Linked DNA regions of Cyprinus carpio: region 2 is linked to region 1. The links are chromatin contacts, called in public Hi-C maps. All regions are on one chromosome and are shown on one strand. The core of a region is the stretch at or near the end of the contact, and the rest is flanking DNA. Distances in the headings are between cores, read along the strand shown. Region 1 holds the start of LOC109107386 (rho guanine nucleotide exchange factor 12-like). Region 2 overlaps LOC109107386 (rho guanine nucleotide exchange factor 12-like).

The links. A called contact is a pair of places that touch in the nucleus more often than the background predicts.
Region 2: a contact with region 1 is called in a Hi-C map of skeletal muscle, with 7 times the contacts expected there. The contact joins the enhancer-like site here to the promoter of LOC109107386 in region 1. A contact is called at or near these places in 5 of 8 Hi-C or Micro-C datasets (liver and skeletal muscle).

What each region holds. Positions count from the first base shown.
Region 1 is chrB5:22,539,470-22,546,333 of ASM1834038v1, forward strand. LOC109107386 (rho guanine nucleotide exchange factor 12-like) reads left to right here and starts at 2,557. Exons shown (of 38, transcript XM_042724938.1): 1 at 2,557-3,992. The coding sequence starts at 3,961. It overlaps LOC109071927 (TLC domain-containing protein 5-like), which reads left to right. Exons shown (of 3, transcript XM_019088229.2): 3 at 352-1,220. The coding sequence ends at 884.
Region 2 is chrB5:22,596,801-22,603,664 of ASM1834038v1, forward strand. It overlaps LOC109107386 (rho guanine nucleotide exchange factor 12-like), which reads left to right. Exons shown (of 38, transcript XM_042724938.1): 11 at 1,246-1,356; 12 at 1,518-1,610; 13 at 1,717-1,759; 14 at 2,002-2,134; 15 at 2,269-2,406; 16 at 3,401-3,433; 17 at 4,262-4,376; 18 at 4,469-4,574; 19 at 5,831-6,037. Among protein-coding and RNA genes, the nearest start is that of LOC109084465, 26 kb to the right of the region's middle. Within about 2 kb of position 3,216, at least 1 of the 8 cell types and tissues checked has an H3K27ac peak or open chromatin away from gene starts, as enhancers often do. A contact at or near this core is called in skeletal muscle, where this site is marked.

The DNA of each region.
Region 1 (6,864 bases), core at 1,307-3,806:
TTTCTTACAAAGTTTACTTACAAATTTTTATTAGAAAATGTTTCTTACAAAATGTCTTATGAATTTTCCTAAAACATTTCTAATCAATATTCCTACAAAATTATAAATATAAAAAGTAAATCTAAATATTAAAACAATATATAAATAACTATTCTAACTACACATCCCCAAGCAAGTAATACCATCAGACACAAGTATTACTTCTTCAAGTCAAGAAAACTAAATGTGGTCTTATTTTTTGAAACGTTTTTAAAGTAAGGGCTTTGTAAGGATAATATGTAAGTTAAATGTAAATAATTCTTCAAGAATTAATTGGATGTGACTTTTGAGATCTCTTCCTTTTGTTTCCAGGCACTGAAAACACATCTCTCCAGATCCTGGCTCTTGTTCTCAGTTTAGGATACTTCCTCTTTGACATGGCTTGGTGTGTGTATTTCCGCACTGAGGGTCCGGTGATGCTGGCCCACCATACTATGAGCATCCTCGGGATAGTGCTGGCACTAGAGCTCGGCGAGTCGGGCATCGAGACCTGCGCTGTCCTCTTCGGCAGCGAGATCACCAACCCGCTCCTGCAGGCCCGCTGGTTCCTCAAGCGCATGGGCCGCTATGACAGTTTAGCCGGAGATGTGGTGGACCTGCTCTTCATTCTTCTGTTTGCCTCTGTGAGGATTGGTGTTGGGAGTAGAATGCTTTATTGTGTATTAGCTTCTCCGAAACCATTGCTTATAGTGAAAGTTGGTGGGGTGGCTATTTACACTCTCTCCTGGATCTTCATGATAGATATTGCACGTTTTGCCTGCAAGAAAACTCGTGTCAAATACAGGCGATGGAAGGAACAGTACAAGCTGGATGAAGCTAATGGACATGCTGTTAAAGTGAAATAGGCCTCTCTGTGCATTAGGACTGGGAAAAGTGGCATTTTTGCTGATATACATAGCTCTATGTAGCACTTTGTTAGTTTACAGGGTTCATTTTTAATAGATATATACAGTATATATATAAAATCTGCACAAAAGGTGAAACCTCTAAAACACAGTTAGAAAAATATAAATTCAATATAGCTACTTCTATCATTTCTGACTTTCTTGAGTTTTATTAATTAGTCCACCAATTAAATTTCCACATTTTTTCAAAGACTTAAGATATTATTTATTTCCACTACATATTAAGATTTTATTGACTTCCACAAATTTATCCAAAGCAAATTAAGATATTATTCATTTTCCACGAATCTTTCAAAACATATTAAAGTTTTATTCATTTTCACATTTTTTTCCATAACATATTATGATTTTATTAATTTTCATAACTTTTGCATGACATATTAAAACTTTCATTTTAATAACTTTCCCATGACATACTAAGATTTATTAATTTATATAAAATATTTAAAAATAATTAATATTTATTTTAAGATTTAAGATTGTTTTACATTGCATGACATTTCTATGAAATATTAAGTTATTGTTAATTTTCCATGACTTTTCCAATTTCCATGAATTTCCATGACATTGATATTTTACCAAAGTGCTCGAAAACACAACTACACATTATCATGAAAGTGCAAACAGGACTTACTCAAACAGGAGGAAGCCATATGTATGTGATTAGTTGCCACTAAATCCAAACAGCAGAGGAATTTTGAAATGTAAAAAGTGGCAAACTTTTTTGATGATGAAAGAGGGCTGTTTTGAGATTAAAGGAGAATGTGGTACCATGCAGATCTTTTAGACAGTATGCTGCATGAGTCCATATGAATAAAGCCTTTTTTTTTTTTTTTTTTTTTTTTGGACAAACAAAACACTAAAGATAAATTTGTGGATTCAGATGAAAAGTGTAGTTTTTAACCACCTGCTTATTTGTTGGTCTGATTATTAAAAGAATGTGCTACACAAGAAATATTTTGTCAAAATATTCTCCGGGCCTACACCTTGTGATTATCATCTCACCACTGCAAGTATTTTTACAGTAGCTTATATACATATTTTTATTGTCAAATGAAAATAATATCTCTTTAATTATCTCTGTTTACATATTATTTTAATTAGGGATTATTGCTAAATGTTGCTGGGTATACAAACATTGAAAATATGATATTCACCCATTGCTTTGAAGTCTTCTGAACACTGATCATGTTTGTAGTTGGTTTGGCACTGCAGAACCACCAGTAGGAATGAACCGGTAGGTGGCGCGAAAGATTTAAATATGCTCATTCTGATAAATATTGACAAATAAATCACAGCTTTATTGTATCAGTCTGTCTTTCATTCCAGAATATGTTTGTTTTCTGTATTTATTTTATTCTTCTCCTAATTTGATTTTATCATTCAATTATAAGTGATATTTAAATATTGATCCGCTTCTTCATCAGAATGCCTCTTAAACATAATGATTTTGTTTATTCATCGCAGATTCTGGCTAATCTGTAAAACACCTTGTTTGATTTACTGGTTTAAGTGAGTGAATAATGCTCCTTATTTACCGCCTACTAGTTGTCAGTACTTTACCAATGACAACTAGTAGGCAAGTCTACAACACTTGATAGTGCTGTTTGCGGAAGGATACGCCAAAAAGTGGTGAAGCGTCGCAGGCGTAGGAATCCGGGATGTGATTTTACTGAAACTCGGGAATTATCTGGATTTTTGTGATTTCTTCTTAATCGTTTTTAATCTTCGTACAGCGCCAGACTGACACATGTGACAACGCGCATGTGTGTGTTTTCTTTATTTGCGCTTGTATAGAGACGGAATTCTTGGTGTACGGATTTTGTTGGAAAAAGAACGGCTAAAAGCTACTGAATTTCGGAAAACATGGAGACTAGAAGGGAAGGACTGGACTAAACCAAAGTTTCAAAACAAATTATTCCAAGAACAGAAGGAATCCGTTCGCGAGAGGAAAATATGTGTTGTTGCACATCCGTAAAGTTTGGATTGTATTTTTTTGCCGCTTTGAAACGAAGCTGTTTTGAGCAGAATTCCTGAACTGGGAACTAACCCCGCCGCTGCCCCAGAGCAAACATCAAACGATTCGTAAAGTTTGCAGTGGAAAATATGCAATATAAAATTCTAGAAGTTGAAATAGGTAGGGAAGGAATTACAATGAAAGGTTGAACCGTGTGGATGCTGAATTCCCCCAGATTTTCACACATTCGGAGTGGCCAGGACACATTCTTCTGGAGAAAAAGTCCATTCAGCGTGTAAGAGGCCTAAAAGGATGTATATTTAGTTAACAGACTTACTTTGCACTACCAATTCAATTAATGGTGTGGTTTGTACTGCAAACTGACGTTTTGTGCAGCAGTGAAAATCCCGCGTTTAAGATAAGGTTGAGTTTAGGAATGCCGAGTTGGAAGTGTTTCAGTGGGGGGAATGATAGAAACCCGTCGAGATTTACGAAGTAGAGCTTTTGCGAAGATCTTTTGGACTGACGCGAAATGCAGCCGGACAGTCCCCTTCATTCGTAAGGCAACACATTAACAAAAGATTGTTTCTCTGGCTTTACTTCCAGCCGTGCTTCGGGATTGACAAAGGCGTCTGTATCCAGACAGAGGCGAGGGGGAAGCCTGTCGGTCTGTGTGGTGGCATTTTGGCTGGGAAAATGATGAAGCGTCTCAGACAACAGAAAGTGTTTTTCTCCATTGATCCTCTATGTGTTTGCGTTTAGCGTCGGTTTTCTTTGCTAACTCTTGTATTGTGTAGCGCTACAGTCAAATGACACAGACTACTGAGACCAACGCAGACAAACCGTGGAAATATAAAACATAAGCTTGTTTGTTTCTGTTCTGTTCAAGAGGAGACTTTACCATTCACATCAAGACGGAACTGTCAAAATTGAAAAGTGTCACCCGGCTGTTGTTGTTTTGTGTTTATTTTTTTTTTTTTTTTTCAAATGCAAAGGTGTTTTACCTTGGTAAAATGCTAATTGGATAAGAGCTGAAGAAAATCAAGAAAGGAAAGCCCAATGAGCGGCACACAGTCCACGCTTGCTGAGAGGTAAATGATGACATATAATATTTACATGGTTGTGTTTATAATGATGAACTGTCTTAGGTTTATGACTCTGTTTATACATGTATACATATCCAAAACACTGTATGGTTGAGATTAATCTGCCACACTTCAACAAAATATATGCTACACAATTCACTTACACAGTTCCATGGTAAGACCCTGATGTTTGGACATGTACCATAGTAATACCATAGTATTCTCGGGATACTAAGTAAAACCTTTGGTATATGAATAGTTGTCATTCGCTAGTATATGTCAAAATAAGATACTATTAACATGCTTCACTATGGTACTGCTGTCATAGTCATTTTTTTTAATTTATTTTTTATAAAGGTGTTGTCTTTAAGAGCTCAAATATTTTCAGAAATGTACTATGGTACTGCCAGGGTTTTGGTACCCCATAGTATTCTTTACATGGTACTTTGTTGTACCATGTAAGTAAAAAAAGTGAAAGTGAAAGTCGTGACATTTGTCAAGTATGGTGATCCATACTCGAAATTGGTGCTCTGCATTTAACCCATCCAAGTGCACACACACAGCAGTGAGAAGTGAACACACCGTGAACACACACCCGGAGCAGTGGGCCGCTATATATCCAGCACCCGGGGAGCAACTGGGGATTCAGTGCCTTGCTCAAGGGCACTTCAGCCATGGGTAGTGAGGGTGGAAGAGAGCGCTGTTCATTCACTCCCTCCCACCTACAACTCCTGCCAGCACCGAGACTCGAACCTGCGACCTTCGGGTTACAAGTCCAACTCTCTCACCATTAGGCCACAGCTGCCCCAGTATTTTATTGCATTAATAATTTAGTATTCCAATACACATCAGTGTACCATGCAATTACTGTACCATAGTGCCAGTGCTGTTTATATAATTCAAGTTAGTCACCTGTTGAAATGGGTGAGTAGAAAATCAGAATAAATATCCCCATATAATAGAACACAAACAAATTTAATGCATGCTAGGTAACATTATCATAAGTGTGATGCATTTTTATTTCAAGTCATTCGGTCTGGTCTTTTATGTGTAGCTAATATGTGCAGTCAAACCTCAATTTCCACAAATAAGTCGAGTTGATAAGAAGACTGATAGGTGACCTTATGACCTTGCAGCGCAAATTTACATGTCTGTCTTTCAGATGAACTCAGTGTATGTGAATATTTTTCAAAGCAGACTCACTTTGAAAGGTGCTGTCAAAGTACTCATTCTTTTTTTTTTTGTGTTATGGCGATGCATTAGTCACTCAGGAGCCGGAGGACTGACTGATGTGTGTTGATTGCGCACACCTGTGAGCACACAGCTTGTGACAAGAAAGACTTTAGATATGTGGTCGGTATGCATGTCACTCCAGGTATCTCGCTATGTTCTGCTTATGCTGCTCTTAAGAGCACAGCTGGCCTCGATGTGAGACTCTCTTGTTGTGGTTTCCACCTCTTGAGTTTTTACCTGTATTACTAGGCCAGGGACACACATTTCAAAGAACAAAACACAGAAGCATGCTGGGTAAGCTAATGTGTTGTCATCTGTGTGCAGAGTTGTGCCTTGATGCATGTGCTGACACTTCTTTGTTTTCACACCCACTCTTTTTTGATTATATCCATCGTGCAAACTGCGTGAATACATAAGAGGTGTGCAGCAGGGCGGAAACTCTCAGTTTAGTGTCAGAATCTGAGCAGGGTATAGCTGGTTTTGTAAGGTGATGTTCTGTGATAGTGATCAGGAAAGACAGGTCATCTCCTTCAAAGGCAAGAACAGGCCACCTGCTCTCAGTTAGACGTCACCGTCTGCTGTCAGTGATTATCAGATGGACATTTGTTTGTGTTATTTGAGACCTATTTATTTTGAAAAGGAAAGTTTGGATAAGCATCAGTGTTTCATGTGTAAAGGCTCTTACGGTAATCTGTATTTATGTTCATTGCTACTGAACCTTTGTATTCTACCTTTGTATATTTGCGTTTGTTTTTTTTATACATTAAACTGGCTGCATAGAAATTCAAAAATGGAGTCCTTTAAAATCCTGCTAAAATGGTGGTGTGGTTGCAATACCATTATAGTTTCCATCAAAATAAGGGTAAACAATCCTTTTCCCCCAAATAATCAGTTTATAGTTAAAAAAAAAAGTCATTTGAATTTCATAAATTTATTCAGATCTGTATTATTATAAAAGATTTGGAAAGTAAATTACCTGCCAGTTGGCAAGTAGCCTTAATAGAAACTGCAGATGAATTGCTGATGTAAATAACTTGAGTGAATCAGGCCAAATAACTGTGAACTAGACAAAATAATTGTTGCGACTTGAGCATATTTAGCAATAAATGTGCCATTGCAAGTTTATTTAGATTACCTACATATTCTGCTCCAAACCACCATGTGATGACGCATACAAAATCATGATGTGCCATCATGTTTTTAGTGATGATCCAAACACTGAAGTCTGGAGTAATGGCTGCACAAAAATTCAGCTTTACAAAACATTTGTTTTAAATTTTAGTATTTCACAATATTACTAGTTAACTGTATTTTTGCTCTAATGAATGCAGTCTTGGTGGGCATAAGACACTACTTATATTGGTATATAATAATTATTTATGGCATAAATTAATAAGACAATTTTGAATTCCAATTTTTTGGTTTGAACTTCAGTCAAAGTGAAAATCTGGGTCAGTAATACACCTTAAATGCATATAAATGGTGGTGCTGGTCTGTATATTTATAAATAAATATAAATATATATGACCAAACCTACTTGATGGATAGACAGTAGGGGTGCACGATAAATATCGGCCGATAATTAATGCGCATCTCGTTAGTAAAGCCGGTTCTCTAATCTGCGGTAAATTCGTTACGTTCATTA
Region 2 (6,864 bases), core at 1,966-4,465, 58 kb after region 1:
CATTACTGCCTTTTGATTCTTGTACTCACAGGCTCTGCTTCAAACACTAGTGAGCTGCCTAGATATAACTCATGACAAAGTTCTTTTTTGTTCTTAGCTTAGAGGTAAAACAAAGTTTGAAATACCTGAGCAGCGATATAATGCTAGCAAACATCCCAGCACCGCCTGTGCTGAGAGTGGTGTTTAGATGATTATGTAATATGTACTTCAGGCTTTCCTCTTAATAACAAATAAACACAACAAAATGACGGTGGTGAGAAAACAGCAGTTAAGAAAGCATTTGTTCATAGTGATCTGGATATGCTCTGCAATTTGGCACTCCACTTAACTAAAGTTGCATCACGTTTATTTATATAGTACTTTATAAAATAGATAGCTTTAAAGCAGGGGTGTCCAAATTCGGTCCTGGAGGGCCGGTGTCCTGCAGAGTTTAGCCCCAACCCTAACCAGCTAATCAAGCTTTTACTAGAAACTTCCAGGCAGGTGTGTTGAGGCAAGTTGGAGCTAAACTCTGCAGGACACCGGCCCTCCAGGACTGAGTTTGGACACCCCTGCAACAGTAGAAACCATCACAGAATTCTTATGGTTTCCATTAAAACAATTACATAATTCCTTTTTGTAGTGTGTTTTGGCCATTATTCCAATAGGAATTACTATTATTCTTTTGTTTCCCATCTGCCAGATTACATCCCACCAATAGAATCCATCAAATACCAGTAGACACCATTATAGTTTACATTAAAGCCAATATAATTCCCAGTATATATAAATCCATTACAGGAGACATATCACACAATCTTCATCTCCTACTGGATTGATGCATCAAATAATTTCTCATACAGTATGCGTAAAGTCACTAACTTTTCTTAATGATGTTGTGTTGCTGGAGATGACTACATTGCGTTTTTAGGGTCTTTCTCATTTGAAATAGTGATCCCTCTGCAGGGACCCTAATCCACAGTCCAGTTTGGCTCTACGTAAGTAATGCCTAGGAGTTCCACTTTCCCCTCTTTTCTGAGACCCTGCTTATAATGTCATCTTAGAAGGTAGCTGCCTAGGTAGACAGTTGATAAGAAGGAAGCCTACTAGCATTTTAAACAGAGCCCAGTGGTTATTCATGGAAAATAGCAAAATAAAATACACATTTACATTCACAAGCCCACATTTAAGTTATGCATTAAATCATAAAGTTGAATAATATATTAATGTGTACTAGTAATGTAAGTTAACTCTCTCTGTCTCTAGATGAATGGCCAGTGTAGCTGTTTTCAGAGCGTAGACCTCCTGAAATCTCGGCCTGCTCACCTGGCAGCTTTCATCCATCATGTGGTCTCTCAGTTTGACCCTGCACCGCTGGTGAGATCGATCACCGCTCTTACCCACAAACCTGGAATTTCCAGGAATCTAACAAAATGTTTATAAATTACTTTCCATGTTCCGTGAATCTCTCTTGCATGCTTACGGCTTCGTCTCAGACCAGATGAGTCACATCACTTGTTTCTCTTCTCGCTCCTCAGCTGTGCTACCTCTATGCTGAAATTTACAAACAGACCAGCTCCAAAGAGACACGACGAATCCTCATGGATACCTTCTTCATAGATAAAACAGCTGTGAGGAACTTTAAAGCAGTCTCAGCTTGTTTAGGTTGTGATAGATGATGTGGTTTCTGATTAAGAGTTAAATATTTTTTTTGTTTTGTTTTGTTTTTTTTAACAGAGCTTGAAAGTAACAGTGCCAGAATCCATCATCGCTGACCTGGGTAAGTTCAAAACTCTAAATACTAGGGGGCTGTTTTTAAAAAATAAAAGAACAAAATATATTGGCTGAATAAAACAACAATTTAACTGTCTGATATTTAGTTTATTATTTTTAAATTAATCTGTATTTGCTGATTTATTGTTAAATAAGATAATTCTGATTATCGATAATGGTGCCAATATACTGTGCACCTCATTTTAGTGTAACTTTGCATGACTTTTATACCTGTTTGTGTTTGCATAGAACGGACTGCACACTCAAATAATGCAGAACGGAAGAGGCCGGAACCCATCTCAGAGGACGTCCACCGTCAATATGTGCAGCAGCTGCAGGACACACTACTACCTGACATCCAGAAGAACCTAGAAGACTTCAGGTGAGATGCACTCATCTAATACAGATCAGATAAAGACCCCAACACGCACTCTTCATCTCCAGTTTACCAGCACAAGTGTCAGTCAAAACCATCTCTTCCACTAAATTCACTTGTGTATTATCTGTATGTTACAGGCACAAGCGCAGTATGGGTCTGACCCTGGCTGAAGCAGAGCTAGCCCGTCTGGATACAGAGAGAATGAGAGATCGCGTGGCTCTGGAAAAAGAGCGATCCTGTGCAGAGCACATTATCTCTAAGATTGAGGATGTACTGTAAGTGCACTTGTTCATGCTAACATGTATGTGAATATACTTTTAGATGATGCCATTTGTTCTCTTGAAAGGTTTCTTGTCCTTCTCTTCTTTGTTGTCTCTCTGTGTATGGTAGTTATTGCTTACACACTACAGATCACTACCATTTAAATACCCATTTTATCATGTTTGCAAAGCTCTTATAGAATTTTTAAGATGTTCAGAATTGTATTTAAAAAATGCCAATATATCATTTAGCTTCATGGGCTTTCATGGTTGTAATCATAGCTCACTGATAGACAACACTTGATTGCTGTCCATGAATTTAAGTCTTGCACTACTCCCCTAACTCAGGGTGTCCCACAGGGCTCTGTTCTCAGTCCTCTTCTTTTATGTAAATATACATGATTAAGGAGTATGTACATTTTGTAAAAGGTAAATACTATATTTTTGCAAGGGACCAGTATGTTAACTGAGGTGTATATGCCTTCAAAAAGATAACAGGTGATTTATAAATGTTTGCAAGGGGCTTTTTAGAAATAGAAATGAATGCTAATATAATGCTGGGGTAAGTACTATACACACTTTTTAATAAATAAATTGTTCCCAACGGACAAATTTAACAAAACTGAAAAATAAAGTGGGGAAAAAAGAGGTAGGATTTACTTTTCTTAGCTGTGTCCACTTCCTTAAAGGATAATGATGTCATTTTGACCAAATTTGTTGATTTATAGAATATTAACATTATTTTAAAAGGGGTTATTGGTCATATTGGCATCAGCCGACAGCCATTCATTGTTATTCATTATTTAACAAGTTCCCATTTTACCCAAAGATTGACTAAGATTAAACCTAGACTAATGTGATTGTATTGAAATTAAACTAATTATGATAACATCTTTAGGTTAAATCCAAAATGGGTAAATATTACATGTTACACTATTCAAACGAGAAGGAAAACACACTGGAAGTTGTGTGTGTCTCTCACACTTCAGCAACTTATGTTTTGTTTCAGATTGACGTCACAGGCCACAGAGGAAGATAAGTGGTAAGGGGAATTCTCATGTCCTCTCCCTCCATAAATGACATATTACATCACCCCATATTAACCCCTGAAACACTGTCCTGCCTTACAGATTGAAACTAAATCCAAGGTCACACAGAAACTGAGTATTTAGTAAAATGGTACAGTTTTACATTACTTTATAAAGTAGTAAAACAAAACCTTAAAGTGAAAAGGTACATTTTAAAGGCAAAAACCTGCTTCAAGTCACACTAGCCCTGCAGTTTCCCTCCCAGATTTTGTTGCAGTCTTGTGAGTGGTGTGTAGTTGCAGCATATGATCGGTCAGGAGCCCATATGGGCGGCAGCAGAAGGGACTGAGGCGTTGTGTGTCCGCCCAGATGGCATACAAGAGAGTGGAGCCTCATGAAGCCTCTGACAGGAGCTTGTGAGGGCTATTTCTGCTCTGGCACTGACTGTGGTTACACATTGTACAAGTCATCTGTTTGGCTTGTAAGTGTTTGTGAGAACAGCTTTGTGAGTTCTTCAGCTGGGGTCCTAGCTGTCAGAATAATTTTCTGCACGCTGTAAAGTATTTCAGCATGGACTGAACTAAGCTCTTGCTCCCCCTGCTGGAAATGACAGATAATGATTTCTCAGAATAGTCCATTTTAAACTACCACAGTGAGTGAAACTAAGTTTAAGTCTAAGGCTGGATTAGAAAAACATCAGCTAGACTCTAGTTTTGGCCGAATCATCAACACCTTGGTATATATACTGATGTAATAATGCCATTTTTAATACTACTGTTCAAACTTAGGGATGTGAACAATTTCCAAGTATTTTTTTCTCATACTGTCATTCTCTTTCACAGTAGCACCATGCAGTTTGTGATACTGTCATATATGAAGCAGCTCGGCGTAAAAGTGAAGGAGTCTCGAGGGCTGGAGCACAAGCCCAAGCTAATGAATCTTTTCCCTAAGATCAAGGTACAAACTCTCAGCAAACTTCCTGACTCTGTCTCCAAATGACTCTGTGAAACCAAAGAAACCTAACTATTGTCTCTGTGCTCCCTAAACAGAAAAGTATAAAGCCTGAGAAAGATGGAAGTGAGGAGAAATCAAAGAAAACACGATTTCCTAGTGTCTTTCCTCAGAGACGACCGAGCAGGATTGACACTTCAGCAAGTAAGCTGATTCATTTCATTAACAGTTAAACCAGTGGCTCTCAACCTTTTTGATTCAAAGACCCCTATAGGCCTACAAAATGTTTTAAAGGCCCTGCCCATATTGGCTAATATAATTTGTCCTATATTTCTGCTGTAATAATGATAATGCTGCTTGTTTTCAGACTCTTTTGTTAACAGAAACTGGGAGTGTTGATATAATAAAGTAACCAAAAGTGTGTGTGTGTGTGTTTAATATTTTATTTTTTATTTATTTTTTATTTAGTTTTTTGTTTTTTTTATTGATATGCTTTTTTAATCTGGCCTTGAGAACCACTGGATTACAACACAGGTTTAGTTTTGTAGTTATGCAGACAGTAGCAGAAATGTCAGCTATTCATAAACGAGGTCGTGTACATATAGCCTTAAAGGTACAGTAGCAAAAAAGAGAGGCCTGTTTAATTCTATGATTTAGAGATGGTGAAATGGGATTTGAAATGAATTAAATAATATTTCTCAAACCTAGAGGAATACTATAAGTGAACTTAAAGGGATAAAATTGATGAGGGGTAAAACTGGTTCATTTCGTAGAAAAAATGAATTTTGTGTCAGTTTCTGTTAGGGTGAAATCTCTGTGTGGCATAATTTTGTTACTTGTGAAGCTCCTTGTGGGTTTATTTTACTTCCCTGTTTGTAACCATTTTATACAGACAACCACACACTTGTAATCTCCTTTATTTTGAAGAGACAAATACCATTCAGTACTCAATGCTATTTTTTTTTTCTAATGGCCCTGCCACAAAATAAATAAATAAAAAGCATAAATTGCATGTTTAGTTTTTTTTTTTTTTTTTTGTAAATAATGTTGTCACAACACCAACCTTTTAGATACCAGTGAAATTTCACAATTCCCTTTTCCAGTTTCGATATCACAGCAAAAATTACTATCTTAACTATTATAAAGGTTAAACATTAGTGAAGACAAGTAAACAGTCAGTAATAAAATAAGAAGAACAATAGAGCAAATAAAATGAGTTTGAGTTTTTCAGGTAGGTCTAACACTAGTATGCAGAGGAAAGAAATATTAAAAAAAATTAAATAAGGTAATCAGTGTAAAATAATCACTGCTCTGTCCTCTCTGAATTAAATGTTTTCTCCCAATTTTATATGTGTTTATATATAACAATAATTCCATCAACTGTCCTGACAGCAAACAGGCATTCCTTACTGGTGAGCCCTGACACTGATGTTGTTCTCTCTCTTTCTCTTGCCCTGTAGTCAGCAGGGCTCTGGAGCCGAAGCAGCATCCGAGAAAGCCTCAGCTGCCGTTGGGCGCTGGAGATCAGGCAGACGGGTCGTCACCTCCCGTACGGAGCAGTCAGTCGTGTGAAGGCTCAGATGGCACCACTGCCCTGGTCACGTCACCCCCTTACAGTGCTCCAGCAACACAGGGCACAGACGGCATCAGCCGAGAGTCTGAGGCTGGTGAGAGACGCTTCACAGATCATTGTTGTCATGTGTCTGTGCTTTTAAAAGTTTTCCTTCTCCAAAACTTTATTGATATTTTTGGGACTATCAGTTGATTACCAATTTAGATCAAATTAATTACCTTATATGCTAATTAATAATCTAACTGATCATTTAAATTTGAATTTTGGCTGAGAAAAGCCCCATAAAGATGATCAGCCATGATTATTTTCTTGCCAACACTTTACAATAAAGTTCCATTAGTTAAAGGGATACTCCACCCCAAAATGAAAATTTTGTCATTAATCACTTACCCCCATGTCGTTCCAAGCCCGTAAAAGCTTCGTTCGTCTTCTGAACACAATTTAAGATATTTTGGATGGAAACCTGGAGGCTTGTTACTGTCCCATAGACTGCAAAATAATTAACAGTGTCAAGGTCCATAAAAGGTACGAAAGTCATCGTCAGAATACTACATCTGCCATCAGACGTGCAATCTGGGTCTCTCCATATCACCGTATGCTGCGTATGCTCTTCTGTATCATCCGCACCACAAGGATGCGTTGTTTCTACGTGTATTTAGCCTTGATTTGAAAGAAAACAGCGCAGCCTTGTGGCGCAGATAACACACAAGAGCATACGCAGCATACAGTGATATGGAGAGACACAGAGGAGGCCGTTGAAAAAGGAATTATTGAATAAAGTTGTTACTTTTGTTTTCTTCGCTTACAAAAAGTGTTCCCGTCACTTCATATAACCCAGATTGCACGTCTGGTGGCAGATGAAGTATTCTGACGATGACTTTCATACCTTTTATGGACCTTGACACTGTTATTTACTTGGCA